Regions from separate parts of the Salvelinus alpinus genome. Here region 2 is linked to region 1. A link is a contact called in public Hi-C data. All regions are on one chromosome and are shown on one strand. The core of a region is the stretch at or near the end of the contact, and the rest is flanking DNA. Distances in the headings are between cores, read along the strand shown.

What was found. Hi-C and Micro-C count contacts between places; a contact is called where the count stands out from the background.
Region 2: a contact with region 1 is called in a Hi-C map of liver, with 8 times the contacts expected there. The contact joins the promoter of LOC139567146 here to the promoter of strn in region 1. A contact is called at or near these places in 2 of 3 Hi-C or Micro-C datasets (liver and red muscle).

The regions. Positions count from the first base shown.
Region 1 is chr2:66,436,095-66,442,234 of SLU_Salpinus.1, forward strand. It overlaps strn (striatin, calmodulin binding protein), which reads right to left and starts at 1,719. Exons shown (of 17, transcript XM_071388569.1): 1 at 1,365-1,719. The coding sequence starts at 1,577. It overlaps map1lc3c (microtubule-associated protein 1 light chain 3 gamma), which reads left to right and starts at 2,468. Exons shown (of 4, transcript XM_071388582.1): 1 at 2,468-2,626; 2 at 2,710-2,765; 3 at 2,855-2,961; 4 at 3,223-3,595. The coding sequence starts at 2,566. The coding sequence ends at 3,430.
Region 2 is chr2:66,598,513-66,604,686 of SLU_Salpinus.1, forward strand. It overlaps LOC139567146 (mitochondrial import receptor subunit TOM20 homolog), which reads left to right and starts at 2,451. Exons shown (of 5, transcript XM_071388628.1): 1 at 2,451-2,694; 2 at 3,897-3,943; 3 at 4,520-4,601; 4 at 4,843-4,985. The coding sequence starts at 2,571. LOC139567109 (a long non-coding RNA gene) reads left to right here. Exons shown (of 2, transcript XR_011673227.1): 2 at 141-486.

The DNA of each region.
Region 1 (6,140 bases), core at 469-2,968:
ATGGTATTGGCAGGCATAAGCTACAGACAACGAACACAATTGCATTTTATCAATGGTGTGACGAGGCCCATTATTGTGCCATTCATCCACCTCCATCACCTTGTGTTTTAGCATGATAATGCACGGCCCCATTTCGCAAGGATCTGTATACAATTCCTTGAATCTGAAAATGTCCCAGTTCTTCCATAGCCTGCATACTCACCATGTCACCCATTTTGAGAATGTTTGGGATGCTCTGGATCGACGTGTACAACAGCGTGTTCCAGTTCCCACCAATATTCATAAACTTCACACAGCCACTGAAGAGGAGTGGGACAACATTCCACTGGCCACAATCAACAGCTTGATCAACTCTAAGCAAGGAGATCTTTCGCACTGCATGAGGCAAATGGTGGACACACCAGATACTGACACCCCTACTTTGTTTTTAAGGTATCTGTATTCCCGGTCTTGTGAAATCCATAGATTTGGGCCTAATGAATTTATTTCAATCTACTCCCAAATATATATTTGGGAGCTACAACTCACTCAAGGCCTACACAATATGCTAATAGCCTTACCTCTGATAGGTTTTTGTGCCTTATGACTCATCTTAAATCTATGTCACTACCTACTGAGTGCATGAGTCAACTGTGCTGTTCATAAGAATAACTGTTAATTGTTCAACCGACTTAAACTGGACATGCCATTGCACTTCACAGGTGAACTCAGCTTTCAATAACATGAAGTGTGTGTAGGCCTAATGAGTTACTTGTTCAATACACTTGTGCTTGACATTTCGACACAACCAATATTATTGAGAATGGGATATATATCTTTGGAATGCATCGTGCAATGTTTCTCTGCATTCCAAGACGTAGGTATTCATCGAGGACAGACAGGTCCTTGGGTCTGCCTGACCACATTTGGATAGCGTTCTATCATTTAAAAACAATGGTAGTGAATAATTTGCACACAGTAGGCTACACTTGGAAATTAAAAGTTGTGTACAGTACAATAGAGGCAGTGCTCTGCTATAGCAAGGTCCCCCGTTTTGTGTTTTGCCCTAGCACTATACAACTGATTCCATTTAACCAAAGCTTGATGTGTTGGTTATTTGAATAAGCTGTGTAGTGTTGTGGTGTGGTAGAAACCAAAACGTGCACACAGGGGGGGCCCAGGGCCGAGTTTGGGAAACCCTGTGCTATAGTGACTAATGTCATCCGACCAAGACTACTCTAGTAGCTACGTAGCTCGAGTAGTTCACGCCACAATAGACCATAGCGCGCGAGTAGGCTTCCTGACACAAATGTCAATCTTCCTAGAGCGGACTCAACACCGTAAAACCCCACCAAAAATAAGCGGGACATTTTGACGTGGTTTACCTGCAATTCGGCTCGCTCCACCTCCCATTGCGCTCTATCCACCTCGAAGCGGGCCCATTCGTGTTGCAGAAAGTGCAATATCCCCGGAATGTTGTAATGAGCCCTGGCCGCCTCTCCGTCGCCGTCGCCAGGCTGATGCGGTCCTTTGCCAGCGCCAGGCAAACCCGAGTTGTTGTTGTTAAAGAATACGCCGGGCCCTGCCTGTTCGTCCATGCCCAGGCCAGGTGTGTGGATTCGGTTCGCGCAAACTGGCACGACCGTGCTCAGACGAATGGGTTTTCCTTTAGCCGCCCCTGTGATATGAAAGGAAATAGCTACCTACAGCTCTCTCTACTGGGCAGGCACACTCATGTCTGAGCAGCCAGCTGTCAATTGGTGACGTTCACACTGAGCTCCCACCCACATCCAGAGTTTTCTTTACCCATTGGTCGATTTCAACGATTCACACTGGAATAAGCCAATCGGAAATAAATGCGCGTGGTGTTGACAACTGCCGTATCCTACGCATGATGGAATTTGAAGTTCAAAGAAGATAGAGCTGCATTTTTCACACTAAAATGCGCCTGTTCTCTTTTACTGTCTTTTTCTTTAGTTGTTTGTATCTGAAATTGGAAATGTCATAATGTATGCTACAGAAGTGTATCTGTGGTAGCCATATTTCATATATTATAGCAAATTCCATTAATTTATCTATGCATTCCATAGAGCCATTCATCCAGTTGTTTACATAGCACACTCACACGCCTATCATCCACGACCCCCTGACTAAATTTCATGGCCTGAAATCCAAGAAAATACATTAAACTAAATATTGCCTACACATGATAGGGCGTACTTTAGTGTGAGAATATTATAAGGCCTCTATGTATGATTTGTGTGTAAGATATTTGAATTACCAAATTACCTCTATATAATGTTTACTAATTCAAAATGTATTGTTATTTTCAAGCATATATTAAATGAAACATTACATTCAGGTATTTTATTAGATCTTAAGCATTTGGATTGGTTTTACACACTTCCGAGTCATTAATGCACGGTCAATTCATTAGCCATATGATGCGTGCTGACACAGCCCCATGGTAATCATGTGATACGTCACTGCAACCACACTATTTAATTTCTGTTGGCTGATCAGCTTGGTCAAATCTTATAGCCTAGATCAGACAGCAGGAATTGAAGAGAGGAGTCACTTGCCCACATGATGCCGCCATTTGAGAAGCCACAGCACCCCAAGTCCTTCAAGCAGAGAAAAAGCTTTGGTGATTAATTTTATGTAATGATTTGCATGTGGTAGGCTATGCTTTGCTTTTATAATCTCAACCACGTTTTCCATCCCAAACAGCCACGAGAAAACAGGAGGTCGCGGGGATCCGAACGAAGTTTCCAACTAAAATTCCTGTAAGTTCGCTTATTTCTAAAACATTATTCTACCCTGAAATTCCATTGAATTTGCACCTTCTAAAAGTGACCTTTCCAACCACACACAGGTTATAATTGAAAGGTATCAACGGGAGAAGTACTTGCCGCCTCTTGATAAAACGAAATTCTTGGTCCCCCAAGAACTTTCCATGACTCAGTTTGTCACCATAATAAGGTTTGTCTCGATGTGTTTTGCTGTGAATGTTTAACTTGTTAAGCGTGGATTATCATGACTGAAATTGACCTAAATCATCATGTGTTAAGTTTTTGGTTGAACTCGTGCGTAATTTCAAACTTGGTATCACCTGATCTGAATCAGCCACGAGTGCCGCGCGACTGTCACTTTTTTTTAAATGACTCATAATGACTTGCGTTTGTGCATGAGAATTTCTACATTTGATTACTTGTCAATACTTGCTGCACGTTCTCGTTTCAGAAATCGAATGTCGCTGATGCAGAGTCAAGCGTTCTACCTGCTCATCAATAATAGTGGCCTGGCCAGCATGTCTCTTACCATGGCGCAAGTCTACAAGGACCACAAAGATGACGATGGATTTCTCTACATGACATATGCTTCTCAAGAAATGTTTGGGAATTGTGTTGAAATCCATGAAGAGTTGGTGCCAATTGCTGGAAATGTTTGAGAAGATCTAAATTACAGGATTGGATAATGTGAGGCCTCAGTTTTTGGCAGGCCCAATAACTGAACTTCGTGTATAGATATGAAATGCAATTTATATATGGATATTTAATATTACTATGGAAATGTTTTTGTATTGTTTTTAAGGTAATAAATGTTTCAACCTTTATTGAGGATCATGCTCTGAATTACATGACTTTGGTCGGATTAATTTAAGCGGAAATATGTAACTTTGGGTGACCAATCAAATTCGCAAAGAAAAAGTTGTAGGTTTGTCATTCTCGTTCAAAGCATGTCTAAGCGGTAGATCTGTTCTGTGCGCTATTCCTGAGGTTTTTTTTTGTATGTAAGCCAGCCTCAAACAGCTGAAGTTAAATATTTGGTTAAAGTGATTTCACAGCGGGTTAGATGGTACATTGAATTCTCTATTTGGTCACAAACTGAAATTGGGCAAATTTAGCACTTCAGTAAACACGACGTTGCGCAGCGATTTCCGCAACAACAAATATTCTTGTCACTCAAATGCTCATTTTTTATTTTTTTGAATTGTAGACTTGGACATTGCCTTCAATAGGAACTCTGAGACATCAGTTATAAAGGAAGGACCTGTTGACAGGTTGCGCAAATCGACTCCTATACTACCTCAAAGTACTTGTACATATCTGATTGGTCAAAAGACCAGAAGAAAGATCAGAATTAGGTTGCCAGTGTTAACGCATAACTTTTCATATTCAATCCAATATGGGTCCCTTTTTTGCCATATGGGGATCAGACCTCTAAGTACTATTTGAAATCTGTGCTTGACCAAACTTGCTTGGCTTAATGAACCAATAGAGGGTTGTGGTTTTGGGGCTATTCTACCTGCCACTCCAGGCAGGCTAGACAACACGCAGTATTTGAACCAAGGTCTGAAGATTGAAGTGTCAGGACTGCATTCAAAGGGGAACTTCCCAGCTAGGAACAATCCTCCTGAAAGTGGCATTGTTAATCTTAAATCTGTATGGTTTGATTTTGGGTCTTTTAAGGCTGAAGTTCATGAGTTAATAGGCTGCAAGACATACTGGTAAGAGAACCATTCCAACTTCTAGAAAACAATTTTGGTAGTGTATCTTAACCTAGCATATTTGACTGGACTGATGTATTTCAAACAGGAAGACTTGGTGTTAATGTTCATTGTGGCGTGGATCCTGTAGCACCTTCACTGACTCACTGAGGTCCTTTTGAGCTTAAGGGACCACTTTTTGTCAGGAACATGAAATGCCTTGACGTGACTTCCTGGATGTAATCAAGCCAAAGAACAAGTAGACCATGCATCCTAATTTAGTTTTTGTGGTTTTAGTCTTAGGGTTACAAATAGGGGAAAGGGGCTCAATGTAGACTGACTCAGTGACAATAGGGCCATATGGCAATCAAGTATGAGCAATACTACTGAAACACCAAAGTTCCAAATCAATGTGTGGTTAATATGATGCACTGAGGTCCTATTGAGATGTGTAGAATGCATAGAATATTAAAATTGTCAATCTACTTTCTATCATGTGGAATAAAATGAGGAATTCCAGACTAAGCACAAGTCTGTATGCAGTGCTTAAGGCTGCATTTACTTAAGCATCCAAATTTGGATATTTTGTCCTATTGGCAAAAGAGCTGAAATGATTGGTCAAAAGACCAATTTGTGGAAAAAGATCAGAGTTGGGCTGCCTGTGTAATCTCAGCCTAATTGTTGCAACTTGGGACTGGACATGTTCCCTGACAGGGCAGGGAGCTGGGTTAACCCAGAGAAATGTGAATCACTTTCTGAATTCCAAATCAACCCCTAGCCCCTATTTCTAAGTCACTCCTGCAGCTCTAAGAGTATTGAATTGCATTTTTGGGGGGTTAAATAATACATCCATTTGATCCCAGAGTATAGGCCTATCACTTGAAACACATTTCCAAAATGGTCCTCGAGGGATCATAGTGACATAAACAAGTTCATTTTCCTTGTAGAATAACGGTATTCTTTTCCCCAGCTGCTTATTTCAGGTACATTTGTATTACTTTCTGGATATTAGTGAATATTGATTTCAAGCATTGTATGTGGGAATGGATTCACGTACAAGGCATAAAGCTTAAGTTACAAAGTATTACAAGGCATTATCCTAAGCATGGTCAGAAAGAGAGAGTGAGAAATCACCCTGAAAAACTATGCCCCAAAAGTCCATTGGGTGTCCAGAGAAAGAAATAGTATCTCACCACAGCAGATCAGGAACAAAAAAGAGAAAGAACAATGAATCTAAGACCCTTTTCTAAGCATCTGAGTTGTTAGGATCCAAAATCGGAGTTGTTGACCAATAGTATTACTGTAAAGTTAACCTCCAATCCGATATCAGACCTACATGATGTAACCTCTGGATAATGGGGGTCGGAGACGTCAACACAGAGAATGCTGAATTCCTATGACAACACAGAGGAAATTCTTGCATACAGTTGATGAAAAGAGTCACTTCAAGGGCTGCCCTACAATGCAGAAACAGATGTGCTTCTGCATGGAGAATTGTAAGTGACTATATCACTGACCACAAGGGGGAGCACAAGATCCATAGAGCTGTTGTGACGGTTAAAGAAGTCCAATATCAGTCAGCACTGCAGCGCACCTGATATTTAGTCCCAAAATGTGTAAAGAATGTCATCTTATTTTTCTAAATGTACAGCCATGTTGGCTTTCACACGTG
Region 2 (6,174 bases), core at 1,201-3,700, 160 kb after region 1:
GTGTGCATATCTGCCTTATTCAGCTGAAAAAGCTGAAATAACCGCTTTTTAAAGAATCCTGTCATGTTTGAACAGCTCTCTCTTTCTCTCGCCCTCTCAACATCCCCCCCTCTCTATCTTATCTCTCGCCACCGCTTTAGGGAATACCAACAGTGTTGCCATGGTTACCTCTCTGGTCCAAAACCATGGCAACGGAGGAGTACGTGCACCATTCCAAGGAAGATGACAGTGCAGAGGAAGATAATTGCTTTTGCACTCGCAGACGCAAGTCGCCGTGCCAGGTTTTGCAGTAAATATGCCGAGTCAGCATGGCTGCGAACGTCATATAGCGACGAGCTCACCGTGCAGCATCATGTACACTGATTGGATTATGAGCCCAAGCATGCTAATTGCCTAGCCTTTATGGAGCATGCTTAATTATTTGAATACTGCTATGTGCACAGTCAATAAAGGTATACAGTGTGGCTCGTATACTGCACAATAAGCAACTACAGTGTGTCTCCTGTCTTATTGCCAACCTTAGCACACCCAGGAGAACAGTACAAGTTATTCCCATATAAGGGGTTTTAAGAGAGATATGTAGGAATCAGTCGGTAAAGCATCCCCATTGGTCGGTTATCTTTATAAACTCTAAACTCTTACATAATTCTACTATCTGATTTAAAGGTCGTTTTGCAACAACCACCATTTGTACAACATCCCTAAACAGTCTCTGATGTGTGTGTCAATGTCTTTCTATCCAAACCTCCAACCCACATCGACATAAGATCTGTCTGAGTCCCAGCTATTGACAAGAGTTCTTGTTTCCTAGGGAATTGCTACAGACATGTATAATGTGGCCTGGGATGACAGCATGGATTAGGAGACCTCCGAACACACACGCACAGGGATCACATACAGTAGGGTTTCCAAAGCAGCTTCCAGGAACGATTGAGTAATGGTAATAATAACCCACCGCCGCGAGAAGACGAGCCTCTGGCTGAGCCGCCTCGCGTCATGCCCGGGCACCGGCGGAGCTAGATGTCCCTGAGGGGCGAATTCTTCGCCAACCCCCAGGCAGCTGCATGCCAGGTGCGAGCTGCTAAGCCGCTGGCGAGAGAGACGACAAGGCAGACGGATAATCCTCCTACCATGTAAACTGTCCACAGACAAGTGTACACACGTACGCACATACACATACATACTTACTTTATTCCGGCCATTATTATGAGTCGTCCTCCCCTCAGCAGCCTCCACAGCCTCCACTGATACATACATGCACACACACACACACACACACACACACACACACACACACACACACACACACACACACACACACACACACACACACACACACACACACACACACACACACACACACACACACACACACACATGGAAGTATGAAGAAGTACACATGCAATGCATGTGCACATACACACACACATAGAGACATAAATAAGGGTGTGGTGTACACACACTTGTTCAAACACACACTTGTACAAACACATGCACACACACCCACAGCTTAACTGGAAACAACCCACCAAAAGCACACACACCCTTCCAAAATCCTGTCAACCGGCGACGTGTGGTCAATGACGCCAATCTCTAAGGTTCAGTTATCCCTTTAATAAACTGTAACCACAACAACCGGCCACAGAAATTGTGCAAGGGTGCAGAATGGCTCGGTTGCCATTTAAAGGCAAAGGTGCACGTCATACCAGACACAGTATGGTGATGATGTAATCCATGCAAGGATGTGCATGCCTGATGGTTTGTATTAATGCAGGTCTGAGCATGTGCCCTCAGAAGCCTAATAGTCAAGGTGGTATATTTTTGCAGCAGTCTGGACTTGCACATGTAATGCAGCTGACCATCTGTTCTGTTGAGCAGCACTTCTAGGGATTTGCTATCATCTGGGAGATGAGAAGTGCCAACTAAGGCCAGACAGACATATGAGCAACTGGCATAATTTTTCGTAAATTAATTGGTCATAGTGAAAGCAACATTGTACATGTTTTCTTACTAGTCTAGATGATTGTGTCACTCACCATGTAGCCTAATGTTCAATATTTCACTTGGCCATTGTTTGCTGCTGTGTGGTCTACCCCAGACAGTCAAAATATACCTAGAGTTGTAGTTAAATTGTTTCTATTTTTGTTACTCTGGGGAAAATACTGTTAAATTGTATCAAATGTGATCATTAGCCTGCTGCTTCTTTTTTAATGAATTGCTACTGCCACCTTGTGGCACTTACATTTCAATGCGTCCGACTGCTACTTACATTGATTTGAAGAAATCCTAACACATGTATTTTTCCCCATTTGATTTCAACAACATCCAACACTTTATATGCACTCAAAATGCATACGTTATCGGAGATATCATGTGATTGGGAATTCACGTTGTATTATTTTTCATCAGGCGTTCAATGCGGACACCCTAGCTGTCAAATGAGTCAGTGGTCCTACTGGTCCTTTTTGCTGGGAACTTGCGCCTGTGTGAGGTCATGTACCGTCTCTGATATAAGCCAAAATTGAAATATTATATTTGTTAACACAGAAATATCAACCATTTCGGAAGTGATGATGGGCGGTAAATCGAGCACGATAGCCGCCGGTGTTTGCGGGGCTCTGTTCGTCGGCTACTGCATCTACTTCGACAGGAAAAGACGGAGTGACCCCAACTTCAAGAACAGGCTGCGAGAACGTGAGTGTTGTCTGCGTCCTGTACACCCCACTCCGGTCTGTTTGGGAGACCTGAGGTGCAACAAAATGCCCGAGCCAGGCCGAACTCGTTTAACTATTCCCAATTAGCGAAGTATAGAAGCTTGAATGCTAACGTTAATGGTTTGTGCAATAGATCTGATTCATTCATTCATTGTCAGCGCACTGCTAACCCCAAAAACCCTGCACTTAACTAGCCAGTGCTGACGTTAGCTCCTAGCAGAGGAACGCTCAACTCTGTTCTCTTCGAGGAGATGAGCGTTTCTCAGCTAACTAGCTTCTATATCATGTATTAATGTACTTCCTACTCACTCACAAGCGTTCTGTTAGTTGAATTCAGACATGGAAAGCTGCACCTACCCTGATTCATTCATTGATAGTGGTTTGAACTGTTATGTAATCTAAACCAACCATTCTAGGCTACTAGCCATATCAGACAGAACTTGCCAAGCAGGATTAAAAGCAACCTGGATATCCCTAATGTTACTCTATCCCACTGCCTTAAATGAGCGGTAGGCCTGGTTGTTGGTAGGAAGAAGCTGACAATGCGCCTTAAGTGCGTTAGACTGCATAACGGGATATAAAATAAATATGAGTGGGAATGGCCACACCTCCACACACTACATCATGGCAGCTCTGCCTTGCCTTCTACCCAGAATCCCTCACTCTAATAGAGGGATGGCCCCCCCCCAAAAAAATCACATTCCAGTCCCACATTAACTAGACTACAATTCTAGCTGGACTACAGTATGAAAGCTGGACTTTGGTTGTCAGCTGGCCACAATGCTTTATACACCTGCTTTACTGCAATTGAATGTTCCTCTGTTAGCCTTTTTTGTCATTCACCTTCCACTGTGGTAGTTCATCACCCTATCAGGAAAAATAATAATAACTAGGATTGTTTGGCTAGTCACATGCTACTTAGCGGCTACGCTTATTTCCTGATTCTGACCCGGGTAAACCACTTTATCAAGGGATATCAGAAGGGGTGGGGATTATATTGGAGTTCAAGACTGAAGCTGTACTTCAGGGTGTCAATTTAGGATGTTAATGTGACTTCCTTAATTGTTCCTAATCATAGTCTTGCATTGTAGGATTGCCAGAGAAACTAAGATGTCCAAGTACAAACAGGAACAATCCCCAAAGCTATTTATATTAACAGTGATTGTGTTACCTCTGCCTTAGGGAGGAGAAATCAGGCTGCTGCAAAACAAGGGACAGGACTTTCGAAGGTGAGTAAAATCCCCTCAAGGTAATATTTCAATTCCTCCTCAATGAACACGTCTAAAGAAGTCATGTCTAGTACACGTCAGATGATACCACGTGGAAAATAAATCTCCAGTGAAATAAACAAGAGACGATCTTCACTGGCATGTATTGGGACACCACAAGGTGATGGCTGGATAGGACTGTTTTGAGACTAGAATTAGTGTATTGACAAAACCTTTTGTCTGTACAGTGGTACCAAATTTCAGTCAACACAACTGTACAGCTCCCCAATAGAAACTGACCGACTTGACTGCTCTTCACTCAAATCTGTTACTTAAGGCCCATATACTTGACTTGTTTTTCCAATGGAGGAAGTGCAAACCCAGCAAGAACTGCTGTGCGCTAAGAGTTCACTTAAATTGAACTCTGACCTTGCACCTGACTAAGTGGCACGCCTCTGTGGATTGCCCGACTCATTCGACTAGGCCTTTTATTCCTCCTGGAGCACAGGCCATCGACAGCAGCTTTTCCACCAGTACATTATGTTTCAGTTATTCCTTGACCTATGGAAAGTAGTGTGTGTTGTGGGACTCTTGCAGCTCCCAGACCTGAAGGATGCTGAGGCGGTCCAGAAGTTCTTTCTGGAGGAGATCCAGCTGGGAGAGGAGCTGTTGGCTCAGGGTAAACCAGTCTTACATTGACATCACTTGGTCTGTGTGTGTGACGCACTATTCCCCATATAGGCCTTCTAGTGCACTTCTTTTTACCAAGCGATGACCCCCTATTCCCCATTTAGTGCACTGTTCTCCATATAATGCACTACCTAATTTACTTGTGACCAGAGTAACGACACTGTTCTCCATGTGATGTACTACTCGTTTTTGTCGATCTAAACCTCTTTGCACTTGGTGTTCCGGTATAGGTGACTACGAGAACGGCGTGGAGCACCTGACCAACGCCATCGCCGTGTGCGGCCAGCCCCAGCAGCTTCTCCAGGTGCTGCAGCAGACCCTCCCGCCACCTGTCTTCCAGATGCTACTCACCAAACTGCCCACCATCAGCCAGGTACAGTTATTTTCTCCACTTCAAGGTCATTTAGCAGACACTCCTACCCTGGGCTGCGTACAGTAAGTGCATACATATAATGTATCTAATGTATAATGTATCTAATATGTATAATATGTAGTCAGAACTGCAAGCCTATTCAACATTGAGCTTATGTAACAACACTAACCATCAGCCAGGTACAGTGCCTCTCATACGTTTCAGGATAGAGCTGCTGCGCTATTAGCAGAACAGCAACTCTAGCGCTGCAACACAGCGCTCTGTCGTCTCCTGCTGTTTGTGACAAACTAACTTTTTAATGCCCGCAACTGCAGCAGGTCCGCTTCTATTCAGAGCAACTTGCAGTAAGTGTATTCAAGCAAGAAGGCGGAAACCAATTATGGCTGGCTGATATGGCGTGAAAATCACATCTTTATTTTTAAACATGGGCGATTCCCAATATACCTCGATTTTATTTGTAAACATTCTCTCATAAGCCCTGTTGCAGTTAAAGGTCAACACACTGCATTTCAAACAATCAGCAATAATTAATTCAGGGCTTGTAAAATTATAACTAGAAATTATAACTAGGCTAAATATAAGCCTTCCATAACCATAAGACTGACTAATTTAAATAGTTTTAACCTGCTTTAAAAAAAAAAAATGATCTGGCTTTCAAGTCCATGAAAATGCCATTTGTTACAAATTTAACCAGAAACATGCACAATGACCAACTTCTTGTAGCGGGCATTATAGAAAATGTAACAGGTCTCATAAACAATTTCTCAAGCACAAACCCACATGCTAGTGAGTAGCCAGCTAATGTTTTATATTTCAAGTCTAACCAACTTGGATCTATTTGCTTGCCAACAAGGTAGAACAGGTATGAACAGACCCTCCAAATCTGTCTCAAACTGTTTGAACAACACAATGTGGCCACTTTATTTAGATGTTGAAATCAAGATGCCTACCTGGATAAACCGATGCTTATTTCTCAGAATGAGAACGAGTTACCAACTCCTAATATAAATGTGTATTTTTATGCCACATTGCATAAGGCTGTGGCTAAAATGCTGCTAGTGGTGGCGCAATGCCGCGCCCGACAAACTGAGCGTTACTTTTCCACAATCATGTTCATCGATACTCGTTTTAGTAGGGTCTGCTCTGTTCTACATGTTGATAGTTGAGACAGAAATGTTAAGTCCTCGTC